Linked DNA regions of Gossypium hirsutum: region 1 is linked to region 2. Evidence: chromatin contacts called from public Hi-C data. All regions are on one chromosome and are shown on one strand. The core of a region is the stretch at or near the end of the contact, and the rest is flanking DNA. Distances in the headings are between cores, read along the strand shown. Region 1 holds the start of LOC107931227 (U3 small nucleolar RNA-associated protein 14). Region 2 holds the start of LOC107925688 (60S ribosomal protein L19-1).

Region 1 (7,263 bases), core at 3,350-5,849, 390 kb after region 2:
ATCATGTAGTACGGATGTCGAAACTATTTTTTTGAAAAAGGTCGACTTTTATTTTGAAAACGAAAATTGAGAATATCCACCAATCCTTTTTATTAGGTGTGATCGGGTCACCTTGTGATTGATTGTTTTAATAAAACTAAAACAACAATTTTGGTCTACGAAATTCAAGAAAAACGGGTTCGGGAGTCGATTACGTATGAAGAAGGATTAGTACCCTCGTAACGCCCAAAATTAGTACCTAATTGATTAATTAATGTCTTAACGTCGAAAGTTAAAAACTCAAAAATAATTTAAAATACGATCCTTTTTTTATTAATGTTGATTTTAATAATGCTTGAATAAATTGAAATGAACATTAAAGGCTCTCTTGTCTCGAGATAACGAAATGTCACATCCCATAAGTTAGGACACGACATTTGAATCCTCGAAACTAAGCTTGCCTTTAAATTGTTTTATTTTAAAATTTATACTTCGATTTTTAAAAGGGTGTTCGGTAGTTTAGATTCAATCGAGGAGAATCGAAACTCCGTAAGTTAGGGCACGACCTTCTTCAGTTTCTAAACACGGAATATTGCCTTTGTTTTGTTTAAAATTCGTAGATTTTGAAAATTAAAGGGATATTTAGCAATTTAGGTTCAACGAGAAAAATCGAAACCCTGTAAGTTAGGGTACGATTTTCTCGAATCTTCTAAATTCAAAACATCGCCTTATTATTGAAAATTCATTTTTCATGCATTTGAGTAAAGATTAATGTAATATTTAAAATGATACATGTTTGGTTTATTTGATTGAGTTTTTAAAAAAAATCATTTTAAAAACGTAAAATGAGTCGTACTTGGCGAATAATGATAGTGCAACATATATTTAAAGCAACAATGACGTAATATTACATAATAAAAAAAATAACACATGGCATTGACATTGACGAATCATGATGTTAACAAGCATAAACAATGACAAGAATAATAATGCAAATGATAATTTATGGAATGATAATAATAATAATAATAATAATAATAATAATAATAATAATAATAATACAAGTAACGACCAATAATAATAATAATATTGAAATCTAAATTTTGAAATATATATTGAAAGCAGTAAATAAGCAAAATAAATAAAAAAAATAAAAAGGCATAATAAAAGAGAATAATAAATAAATAAATATGAGAAAAAAATAAGGGAAATATTAAGTAAATAAAATAAATTAATAAGACATTTAATTAAAAAAGGGACTAAACAAATAAAATATAATAGAATAACAAACAAAACAGTTTATAAAAAAAATTTGAAATTGAATAACAAACAAAACAATTTGTAAAAAATTTTGAAATTAAATGAACCCAGGGTCGAATTAAAATAAAATGATAACATGAATAACACAAAAGGAATGGGGGATCAACTGGGAAAATATCTCAACCCCCGTTGCATGGGCTGTGCCCTTTGACAGGTCCGGGACCAAATTAAAAAGAGTTAAAAATATGGGCCACATCTATAAAAAAAAGGGACAGGGCCTAAAATAGCACACGCGCTAAGTAACAAGGATTAAATGGGTAATTATCCGCCATCCCCTGTATGCAGTGTTTCAATACAGGACTGAAATGCAACCAAAAATAAATTATGCAGACAAATCTCCAAAATATCAAGCTATGCTGGGATCATATTGAAAAGTACAAGAAACACGAAAGGATCAAAACAGCAAATAGCTCATTTAGGCTTTAAAAACACGCGGATCCCCCACTTATCGGGTCGGGTTGAATGGGTCAAAGGCCAAAACGCGTCTTTTTGACCTCTGAACCTAAAATTCAAAATGGGGCCGTTTATACAAGCTATATAAGTTAAAATTTTGCCCCAAAAATTCATTTAGCCTATTATTTAAAAAAACCTTAAAATTTTCTCAAAACTCTCTCAAAATTTTCTTTTTTTTTCGATGGTCAGGCTCCTCGGACGATCCACCTTATCACCGCCTTATCACCCGATTTATTTACAGTCCCAATTTTAGAGAAATATTTTAAACATAGCGATTTAATTAATAAAATTCATACTTATCTTTGTTCTTCTATTTCTATTTTATTTTTTCATCTTCTTTATTATTTATTTCATAACATGTTATAATTAAAATATAATTTAGGGAATAGACTATTGTAGTGATATTAAATTAAAAAAAAGTTGACGAAAAGGGGTAAAAAATTATTAAAAAATTAGGGAATAAATTACTGTAGTTATATTATAATAGATTAATATAGTTTTTGACAATTATATTTTTCAGACGCGAGAAGTTTGAATAGCATGAAATTAACATTGATAGATAATTGGAAAATAGGAATAATAATTTTTTTCATCTTCCAATTTTACAAAAAAAAATAGTTATTTATTTAATTTTTCGTTTTTTTAACCTTTAAATTTATATTTTTGTTAAATTACCCTAAAATAAATAGAAAAGTAAATGTTTAGTAACTTTACATGATTTAACATACACGTGGATTTCTGCGTGAATGATATGTAAGCATTTAATTAATTTTTTAAACTTTAAAAATATTAAAATATTAAAATTTTAATTAAATGTTTATGTGCCATCCACATGGCAATCCACGTGTACGGCACATTAGTAAAATTAACAAAGGTTAACTTTTCTATCCATTTTAGATTGATTTGACAAAAAACATAAGTTTAAAGCTAAAAAATATGAAAAATTAATTTTTTTTTTATTTTTATAATTGATGACTAAACAAACAATAAAAAATTACAATTGGTTCAGAGGAACTGAGTTTTGCTTGTTCGCTTTGAGGATGGAGAAAGTTCATTGAATCTCCATTTTTTAGATTGCAAAGTGACGTTTGCTCTTGGTTGCATGTTACAGTGGCAGGTGTTGAGGAGAGCTGGTTGGCTGATATTGGATGTTGAAACGGTGCTTCTGCAGGCTCATGGGGTTTCTTTTGCTTTAATTTTGTTTGTTAATTTCTAGGTCTCATTTATTTTTATGCTGGACAACTGGTCTATTTAGTTTGTCGTTTACTTTGCTGTTTGTTGGTTACTTTTCAGTTCCATTTTCTTGAGCCTAATTAATAAATATCAGCTTATTTTTTTTGACAAAAAAAAATTAATCTTGAATTTATATAGCAATTAAAATTAAAATTTATTTCTATAAAAATCATCCATATTTTAATCGAATAACATCTAAATAAAATCACAAGAAAAAAATAGAACGAAGATTGTTAAGTTAAATATTTTTCAAAAAGAGTAGAACATTGAAAAATAATGATTCTTTAAAGAAAAGAAAATTCCCAGTCGTATTCAAATAATATCTCACCAAAAAAGAATAAAATTTATATTAATTGATGATTAAGATAACAAAACTAATATGATTTCAATGGCTATATCTTTTATTTTCTCATCCATCATTGTTAAACATGTTTTGATTAATTTATATATAATACTATTTTTTCCCAATTTTACTCTTATTAATTTTTTTGGTATAGTTTTAGAAAGAAATTATATTATTATTATGTTGACTCGAAGGTATGTTTGAAAAATAGAAAAGTTTGAATAAAAATACAATGCCTAAGAAATGGGATTGAATAAAATTTAAAATCCATTTCATATATGGGTAGGATCTTTGGTAAGAGTTTTTGGGTCGAGCTCAACTTGAACTCAATAACAATTAAACTCATTATCTAAAACCTAAAAATAGATTATCCAACTAAATAATCTAACTCAAAATATAAAATTTTAAAAATCATATTTAATACAATATAACATTTATTATATTTATGTTAGTGTTTTTTAATATAAATATTTTTAACGTGTTAGAAAATTCTTATTTTAATATTTTCTTAATGCATTTAATATATTATATTATTTTAAAAATAAAAACTAATATAAAAAATCAAATATGAGTGGGTTAGACCAAATTTGAATTTATCTTTCTTAATCTAGTTGAGATTGGGTAAAAAAATAAGTTTATTTTTTGAATAGGGTCAAACTTAAACTTAAAAAATTAATTTAGATATATTATATCATCCTAACTCAAACTTAATCCAACCCAACTCATGATTTTTAGATGAATTAAATGTAGTAGGCGGATGTGATCATTGGTTACATGTGGATAACATGTAGAAGGAATTATAGTGATGGGTTGATTACCCTATTATGTTAAGTTGATGGTATATTTTTATGTCAAGGAGCTATTCGTAGTTCAATATGAAATTGAAAATTACTTTGATTAACAAGTTCAAGCTATTTTTATTCTTAGCTGGTTTCTTTGCTCATGTTTTTATTCTCCCTTATTTATGCTATCCTGGAATTTCCAACATATTTTTAAAATTTATTTTTACATAAAAATAATCTAAAAAACTAAATACATACAGGCTAAGTTAAACTCGAATTTAGTATTTTTAATTTAGAATAATTTTAGATAAAATTTTAAACTCATTTTTTAGACCGAATGAGGAAGTCAACAATCACAAAAATACTAATAATAATGAGATCTTAATGGAAGCAAATTAATAAAGCAGATTTCAAAGAGAAATTAATGTTGTTACACGTATGTTGGTTGAAATGATGAAAGTTCTTCTTATGATTCGATAGTGTTCCAAAAATCCCTAAAAACAATCGTGGAGCATCTACGGTTGGATCGTCGGTTTTTGGTTTATTTTATGTTAGCTCCACCAAAAAGAACGAAGGCAATGAAGTTAAAGCAAGAAAATAATACCCACTGCCTGGAAACTTCGTTGATTAGAAACTACAAGATTTGGGCCGCTCTTGAGCCCTCTAAAGTCTTGGTCTTACCCTTTTCTATTGTTTTATTCACTCAAATGAAGATAAACTAACAACAAAACCTTTCACTTCTCTGTCGAACTAAGCCTTCTGCAAAGCTAACCAAGAAAAGGAGCCTTCTATGTTGTTTTGAAACCTTAGCCGTGAGCTTTCATCGCCATCAAATCGTCGTCAAGGGTTGTCTCCAACTGTCAACCCATTTTAAGTCGCCCCTTTATTTCTCCTTTTTCAAAATCTTCGATTCGATTTGATTTTGGATTCAAGGCCCTTTCTAGTAAGTTCTTTTTCTCCAGTTCGTTTTTGTCAGGTCACCAACTTTCGACGATATTACTCAACGAACAAAACTAGAAGCTGATCATGTTAATGTCTTGATCGGATTACCAACTTCCTTCGGTAAGAGCTTGCTTAATTGGATATGATCTAATATATTTATTAAACCAGTAAAAATCTTGAACGAATTAAAATGTGTACTTAAATGGCATGATTTTGCTTTTATATGACTCTTTCATATTAAGCCCATGCCCGGGCTCAGCCCAAAAATAGCTTAAAATTTTGTATCGGCCCAGTCTGAATCCGACCCAACTGAGCTCAAAATCGAATAATTTTAATAAAAAGTCGTATCATTTTTTTGTCGGGACCCGCCCTCATATCCCTTCAACCCTAAACTTAAGAGTCCAATATCTGCTCCCTGCCTCTGCATCTGTATCACTCTGCTATTTTTTATTTTCAGCTTTCGATCCTACTGCTCCTTACTTATTTCTTCGTATCATCTCATTTTTTCTCTCTCTGTTGACTTTGGTGAGAAGCAGAAATTTGTTTTAAAGCTATCCTTTCAGCGGAAATAGATAACTTTATCGCCGCTATTTTCCGTTACACCGCCTTTTGAGATATTTTTAGCGGCGGACGGTGCCGATATCGCAAAATAGCGACCCGCGGCATCGATATTTGAGACACTGCCAATACGATGGCAGTTAAAAAGCGGAAAGAGAGAGCCGTTGGCGGTGAATCCGGAAACAGCAAGAAGTTCAAAAAGTATTCCAACTCCAAAGGACCGATGAAGAAAAACAAGAACGATAAGCGAAAGAAGGGGAAAGGTCCTCGCTTGCCTTCTGCGCTACGAACGGAGCTTGATCGCCTGGACCCTAAAATAGCTTCCGATAGTGATGACGGTATCGATTTAGATGTTGGAAACGATGTTTATGAGTATGAGGAAGAAGTTCCACAAGAAGAGTCCCGGAAGAACCGCCGTTTCGATCCTGTCGAGAACTATGAGTATGAGCTACCTGAGGATTTTGAGGTTCGTTTCTCTATTGTTAGCTCGTTGAAGTGCATAAGTGAATTTTATTTCAGTATAATTTTATTTTGGTATGGAATTTGGATAGCCTAAGTCATATAACCCCTACTAGGGAATTCTATACTTTCCAAAGTAAGATCCAATTCCTATACTTCGCAATTAGGCACATATTATCAACTACGATCTGCAGTGCTTCTGAGCTTTTGTGTTGTAGGAAATCTTCTTAGATTGCATACTAACCTATTGTTCCTATTTTTATTTGTTATATGTTTATCAGTGTTTTCTTTTTCTCATGTAGGATGAGAATGTACCATCAGATGACGACGACGATGATGGTGACTTTGGTGTTGGTGGGAACAAGGGTAGTCTAAATGATGATGTTGATGCGAGTGATGGGGATGAAGAGGAAGATGATGAAAGGCACTTGAGGATGTTGCAAGGGGTCACTGGAATGTCAACTGATGCCTTTGGAGGTAAGAATTTGTCGAATTTGTATGGTTTGATAAGTATGGATTTTACTGATCAACCAAGTCAATGACCTATATAAGTTTTAGATGGTCATTGACTTTAATTGGCAGATTTTAAATCTCATTCAGGTTATCAATTAATTATACTATATTTTATTGTCAATTAAAAGTTGCTACTGGTTTGATATTTGAGAGATGTAATGAATGTCCTCGGAACATGTTTGCTATCTGACGGTGGACGGCCTATGTAAAAATCTGTCTGGTCATCATTTTTACCAATTTGAACTTTACTTTTGTATTGTATTGAAACTAGGTATTTTGATTGAATTGCACCTTGATTTAAAAAGTGTGTGACTTAGTCCGGAAGAAAAAGTTTTGAGAACTATTCACGCAGGCATTGGGTAGTTACCTTTATACTATTTATTATTCAGTTGATATGTTTGATCTCAAAATTGTATTGTTGTAGGCAAGAAGAAGAGGAATAGTGTGGTTATATCCGAGGCACATCCTGAGTCAGAATACAACCCTACTCGTGATGTTCTTGAGGGTGACAGCCACATTACACTTCAAGATCTTTTGGATCCTATTCAAGGAAAAGCGGGGTATAGCAAACTTAGAAAAAGAGTGCAACACATGGACAGAAAGTCTACATCTGTTCAAGCTCCATTGCCGAAGGTAGATAGAGAGAAATTGGAGAGGATGGCAGTTTATGAACATTCAAAG
Region 2 (7,311 bases), core at 1,616-4,115:
CTCAACAAAATTACTTAAGACATTACTAAATATCTAAAAGTCACGTTCGATCAGTACTCTTCAGTAAGAAATCTTACTTTTTTTTTTTTTTTTACTTCTTTGACTTCTTGGAACCCCTGAAAGTTCAAACAATGGGAGAACGAAATCATATTACTTAAAAACACTGATCCTTTTACCAAAATAAATTCTATTTCGAAGATGGTACTTACACGGCTGATTGCACAGCTGCCGCAGGCTGTGCTGCAACTGGCTTTTCTCCTCCTCCAGGTCCCTAAAGAGAAGAAAAAAAAATTGTACATTAATCCATAATTACATAAAAGATAACCAATCATGATAAGAACTGTACCATAAGACTACAGAATTTCAATTTTTTTTACTAAAATAACAGTACGAAAATCGTTACGGTACAAAAGTTCTTACCTGGGCCAAACGCTCTTCCCTCCTAGCAAATTTTCTTTCCCTGCTTGCCTTATTCTTAGCCCTCTTAGCTTCAAACTGGTCAGCCAACGTCTTCTCTCTGGCCTTCTCAGCCTTAGATTTGTGGATGCTCTCCATGAGAACTCTCTTGTTCTTGAACACGTTACCCTTGACTTTCATGTACATGTCATGGTACATGTGCTTGTCAATCTTCTTTGATTCCCTATACTTGCGGAGCAAGCGTCTCAGAACACGCATCCTCCTCATCCACAAGATCTTTGTGGGCAACCTTGCCTCCCTTGTACCCTTGCGCTTACCTAAAATCAGCGTGGAAGTTAAGACCCAGTTAATCAATATACACAAATTTCCAACAATCAAAGTTTTTGATGGCTAACAAAAGATTCCTCACATGATTAAGAATCCTTGCAGTACTTCATTTAATCTATTAATAAAATGGTTTTGGACATTGTAACTTGGAAAACATGATGCATAATCAAGACGCAAGAATATAATATGATTTCTACATGATACAGAATCTGCAAGCATGTAATGAAGTAATTCAAGCTACCTACCCTGCATCAGTAAATAACTTCTCCCGTTAAATCTAACCATGATAAAGTACATAAAGAAGACATACCATAACCAGAGTGACGCCCCTTTCTCTTGGCTTCCTTCATGCGGCGTGCACGAGACCTAGAGTGAATCTTGGTTGGCTTCCTGATGATAAAACCATCTTTAACCAGCTTCCTTATATTCTGGCCTGCATGCAAACCAAATATGAACACGGTTATAACCAAAAACAATAACGGAATCATTTTTTGTGCTAAGCTACAAACAAACTACCAAATCCATAGACTATTCAATCTCTTATAATAGATTACATCAACTTCAACTTGCTACTAATTGTTCAGAATTACAGCTAGTAAAATATAAAAAAATTTCTTAAAAAATATCAGAGGAGAAAACAACGATTTAACCTTGTACAGCATTCAACGACTAATCTGAAATTTTAGTCTTCACATGCAGGAAATCTCAAGTCAATTAAAGTAGCATTCGCTATATGCTTTAGTTGAAAATATTTTCTCTCACAAGCAAACAAATAAATAATAGCATAATAAAAAATCAAATTGTATATATGCCAAAGCTCATCTAAGTGAACTATATAACACTTTACTGTTATAAATCACTTTAGTTTGGATGGGCGGTGTGTTTACCTCCGTGAGGTTAAAAATAGCGGTGGCAGTGAGATTAATTACTGTAGCGGTGAGATTAGAAATAGCGGTGGAGTGTGTGTTTAAATTCAAATGCAGCTGTAGCGGTGAGGTGAAAATAAAAAATGACTATTGAGGACATTAGATTAGAATTGATATATAATAGAAGTTTTCAACTTATTTTACTTATATAAAATTATTATAATATGTGAATTTATAAATTCATTTAATAAAATATTAAAATGTATCTTCCAATATTTTATTATAAATATTTTAATGAATTATATAATCAATTATTTATTAGATAAAATGATAATAATTTTAAATTTTTTATAGTTAAATATTCTTTTATAAAGATGATAAATATTATTTTAGTAAATAATAACATTATACTTGGATCAAATTTTGAAGTATCTAAACGAATGATTTTTAATAAAAAAAATATATAGTAACATAAGACCTAACAAGTTTCATTATTACTAGAAATTAGGTTACGATACAAAATTATTTTTACAAATATTGATTCATTAAACTAGGCCAAAATTTCAAGGATAAAATGGTAAAAAAATAAATAAAAATATGCCTATTTTCCCAGTTGCCTTTAATTGCTACTGAAAGCTTCAGTCCCGTTTCAGCACCAGCAGTGAGATTGAAATGAAATTTCACTACACTGGACTGGTGAACCAAACAGCAGTTCAGTGAGGTTGGGTAACCCAACTGAAACTCACTGGTGAAAAAAGCGGTACCAAAGGCAGCCTAAAGAAGTTTAAATGTAAACTACATCAGCAATCAGATATTAAATTCCTAAAAATTTAAAACATCTTGCTTCGTTTTCACTATTTACCAACAAAACGATGCGAAATCAAGTCCAAATCATACCTCAACTTAAAAATAATTATTACGGAAGCTATACTACTGGAGTCAGTAAAAAAAGTGAAGGAGAAGAGGAAAACGTACGAGAGTTGGCCATGGAGATCTCGTTGACTTCATTTGGATCGAGCCAAACCTTTCCTTTTCCACACTTTAGAACGCTCGCTGAGAGCCGTTTCTGGAGCTTAAGCGATACCATCTCTCTCTCTCTCTCTCACCCTCTCTTTGGTGTGCAGCTAACTGCTGTTAGCAAAGAAGGATAATGCAGAAGGGATAGCGGCTTATTTATATGACCGCTAACCCTAGGGTTTGGAGGGTGTCTGCTTGCTTGCTTTTAATTTTTGGACTGGGTTCTTTAACATTTTGGCGGTGATTTTTTTGTACGGAATGTCCTTTCAGTTGTATGTTTATAGGCCGTTAGCCCAATTAACTTGTTCATGGGCCCTGTAAACAATGAAGGATTTAAGATTAGATTCCGAGGTGTCAAAAAATGATCCAATTTCGAAATTTTAATTCATTACTTATGCTAACTTTATAGCACACTCAAAAAATTAGCAAATATACATATTAAAAATTCATATAAAATCAAATAAAATTTTGCTATTATGATATTATTTTATTAAAAAATATAAAAGGACAATAAAAAAATATTCTCGTATTTGTTACTTTGTATATAAAAAATATTTTAATAATATCCTAACTATTTAGTCGATTTATAACACTCAGGCTTATTACTACTATATCATACCATGTATTCAAAGGTTTAATTGATATATTATGGCACACTCCTCGTCGACCGTCCTACCTAGGCCTTAGCTTTGTTATACAAATCATATATGGGTCAATTCCACTGTACCTCCTAATACTATATCAGAATTCTAAATTAATCCTTACACTTCAAAATATTTCAATTGAATATATTATACTAATCAAGTTTTTCTGTCAACTTGAATGTTAATTGCTATCTCGTCTATATCTTGAAGTATGTTTAAACATGTGTATATAGCTCGGATTTGATGCATTACAAATCAAACTGTGTCACTCAAATTTATGAAAAATTTGTCAATGTAATAAGTTCACATGTATCTAGAATTAGATTTGGTAATGATACTTTGATGACTTAATTAGAACATTTTGAAGTTTAAGGATCAATTTAGAATTTGAATCATAGTCAGGGGATGGTTGGTGGAATTAACCTAAAATATATTAGTTAGTGGTAGTCAAGTATGTAGATGTTTCTGCCATCGTGCAACCAAATCATGACAAAGCCTATTTCTTCTATTGCTTAATCAATGGCGCAATATACCAAAATTTCCTCTATATATACGACGGTGAAGGTATCTCCCTGCACTTCATCCCATCATATTTCTTCTCTTTGTGCTCGGTAGTTACAGTTGGAAAATATGGCTATCGCCCGTTCCTTGTTGGCTACCTGCTTGCTTTTATGTTCATTGCTTGTCATTGCTTATGCGAATGACTATGGTGGTTATGATTCATCCAAAAGCCCTGCATATGATTATGATGCAAAACCAGAAGCAGAACAGAAGACTAACTATGAAACAAAACCGATGCCAAATGGAGAAGAGAAACCCAAGTATGGCACCAAGCCAGTCAACCAACAACAGCCAGAAGAGGAAGAAAGGCCTGATTATGGCACCAAGAAAAATTTCTATAAACTAGAGCTAGAAGACAAGGAGAAGGCAACGCCTGAAGAGCCAGAGAAGCCTGGTTATAGCACAAACCCACAGCCAGAAGAGGAAGGGAAGCCTGAGTATGGCACTAAACCACATCCAGAAGACAAGGAAAAGGAAATGGCAGAGCCAGAAGAGACAGAGAAGCCTGGTTATAGCACGAAACCAGTCTACCAAACACAACTAGAAAAGGAAGAAAAGCCTGAATATGGCACTAAAAATAACTTCTACCAACAGCAACCAGAAGAAAAAGAAGGTAAAGAGTGTTGTTCCAATAGGGTCGGAAGCGTGTAAATTATTGTACTAAAAAATCACACAAAGTTCAATTCCCAGGAAAGAGAGGTGGATCACATGGATCTCTTAAATACCAAGTCTTTCCTTAGACAGAATATCCCTTCTATAGTAATTTAATAGCACAATTAAATACTACTATTATACCCTCAAATATTGAAAGAAAAATAGGACAAGAAAGAACACAAGAGTTTTAACGAGGTTCGGTAAATTATACCTACGTCCTCGGGCACTAACACCAGATGATAACTTTACTATCTCCAAAATATTACAAACAAATAGAATTCCTTAAGAATTCTCAAATGGGAGAAGAGAGAAAACTAAGAGAGAAAGATTGGTTGGGATGGTTGAAATGAGAAATGATTAGGCCTATTTATAGTTGAGGTTCAGGGACTAACTTGCAAATGGCCTAAAAAATTAGGGACCAAAATTGCAATTATCCCATTCAACTTTAAACAACTTGCCTATCACTTTTTTCTTTCGGTGCCACTTGCACCTCCCATTTTTGACTTTTCAACAATCTCCACCTTGAAGATTTGATTAGGATAATCACATCTTCACACACTTCCTTCAACTCCCCAAATTCGATAAAGCTATCTTTTGTAGTGCCTCCAAATGCGCTCTCGAGCGCCATACACCTAAAGGTGTTCAAATTCTTAGGATGTTAATCAAGTTCAAACAATGATTAAACTTGATTGTTGTTACCACCTTGGTCATCATATCTGCGGGATTATCTGCTGTCGGAATCTTTTGAAGTAGAATTTTTTCTTTTTCAAAGACTTCCCGCACAAAGTGATATCTTACGTCGATATGCTTGGTTCTTGAATGATAGACTTGATTTTTCGCTAAATGAATAGCACTCTGACTGTCACAATATAGACTAATGTGACTTTGAACAACTCCCAAGTCTTTCAATAATCCATTAAGCCAAATAGCCTCCTTAACAGCTTCTGTAACTGCCATATATTCTGCCTCTGTAGTAGACACAGCTACTGTAGACTGTAAGGTAGACTTCCAACTCACTGGGGCTTTCACAAGAGTAAACAGATACCCCGTAGTTGAACGACGTTTATCTAAATCACCAGCAAAGTCGAAATCAATATATCCAACTATAAACTGACCAAGTGCTTCATCCTGTTCAAAAATTAAACCAACATCTACGGTTTTTCGAAGATACCGTAGAATCCATTTCACAGCTTGCCAATGTCCTTTTCCAGGATCATGCATATACCTGCTCACAACTCCAACAGCTTGTGAAATGTCAGGCCTCGTACACACCATCGCATACATCAAACTCCCAACTGCATTAGCATATGGGACTTTCGCCATATATTCTCTTTCATCTTCAGTCTTCGGAGATAATTGAGCACTAAGTTTCAAATGAGAAGCAAGTGGGGTACTTACATGTTTTGTGTTTTCATTTACACCAAAACATTGTAATACCTTTTTCAGATATTGCTTCTGATTTAAACAGAGCTTGCCTCTCGGTCTATCTCTACTTATCTCCATGCCGAGAATCTTCTTGGCCTCACCTAGATCTTTCATCTCGAACTCTTGATTCAACTGAGCCTTCAGCTTATCTATCTCATTTTGGCTCTTTGAAGCGATTAACATATCATCAACATACAAGAGTAGATAAATGAAAGATCCGTCATGCAGCTTCTGCAAATATACACAATTGTCATATTTGCTTCTTGTGTACTTCTGCCTTCTCATAAAGCTATCAAATCGCTTGTACCACTGCCTCGGGGATTGCTTCAATCCATATAGCGATTTGTTCAGCTTACAAACCCAATTTCTACCACCAACATCTGTGTATCCTTCGGGCTGAGTCATATAGATCTCCTCTTCTAACTCACCATGCAAGAAAGCCGTCTTAACATCAAGTTGAGCTAGCTCCAAATTCAACTGTGCTACCAAGGCCAACAAAATTCTAATGGAGGAATGCTTCACAACAGGGGAAAATACATCATTGTAGTCAATTCCCTCCTTCTGAGCGTAGCCTTTAGCTACCAATCTTGCCTTGTAGCGAATATCCTTCTTGCTAGGAGATCCATCTTTCTTTGCGAATACCCACTTGCATCCGATTGCCCTTTTACCTTTCGGTAATTGCGCCAATTCCCAAGTATTGTTCTTCAGGAGAGACTGCATTTCTTCATCCATGGCGCTTTTCCATTTATCACTTTCTAAGCTTTGCATTGCTTCTTGATAAGTGATAGGAATATCATCAACAACGGGAAAGGCGTAGGCCACCATATCAGTAAATCGAGTAGGTTTACGAATTTCTCTCCGTGGCCTTACAACTGCAACTGGTTCTGGTGTACTTAGTGGTTCTTGGGTCAGAACCTCTTCAACCTCTAATTCCTCCACTGTGGCTGGAGAATTAGACTTATTAACTGGGCAAATCCCCATCTGCTCAAACTCCACCTGTTTTGGAGTACACTCCACCTGCTGTGGAGTATTGCTCGTCTGAATATCTTTATCTGCTACCTTTTTCAATGTGGCAGATTCATCAAAGGTAACATCTCTGCTACAGATCATTTTCTTTGTGCTTAAGCACCAAAGACGAAATCCCTTCACTCCAGAAGTGATTCCCATAAAGAGAGCTTTCTTTGCCCTCGGATCTAACTTTGACTCCTTCACATGGTAATATGCAGTGGATCCAAACACATGTAAGGAATCATAATCTGTAGCCGGTTTTCCAGACCATACCTCCATAGGAGTTTTTCTTTCTAATGCAGATGATGGCAAACGATTAATAAGATGGCCAGCGTATGTCACAGCCTCAGCCCAAAATTGCTTGCCCAACCCAGCATTGGACAACATACATC

What was found. Hi-C and Micro-C count contacts between places; a contact is called where the count stands out from the background.
Region 1: a Hi-C map of leaf shows a contact between it and region 2, with 2.4 times the contacts expected there. The contact joins the promoter of LOC107931227 here to the promoter of LOC107925688 in region 2. A contact is called at or near these places in 2 of 34 Hi-C or Micro-C datasets (both in leaf).

What each region holds. Positions count from the first base shown.
Region 1 is chrA12:85,735,598-85,742,860 of Gossypium_hirsutum_v2.1, forward strand. It overlaps LOC107931227 (U3 small nucleolar RNA-associated protein 14), which reads left to right and starts at 4,600. Exons shown (of 12, transcript XM_016863042.2): 1 at 4,600-5,172; 2 at 5,589-6,076; 3 at 6,372-6,546; 4 at 7,007-7,263. The coding sequence starts at 5,744.
Region 2 is chrA12:85,347,617-85,354,927 of Gossypium_hirsutum_v2.1, forward strand. LOC107925688 (60S ribosomal protein L19-1) reads right to left here and starts at 2,866. Exons shown (of 5, transcript XM_041082936.1): 1 at 2,586-2,866; 2 at 1,055-1,177; 3 at 421-734; 4 at 210-271; 5 at 1-116. The coding sequence starts at 2,697. The coding sequence ends at 92. It overlaps LOC107925605 (proline-rich protein 3), which reads left to right and starts at 3,902. Exons shown (of 3, transcript XM_016856320.1): 1 at 3,902-4,445. The coding sequence starts at 3,902.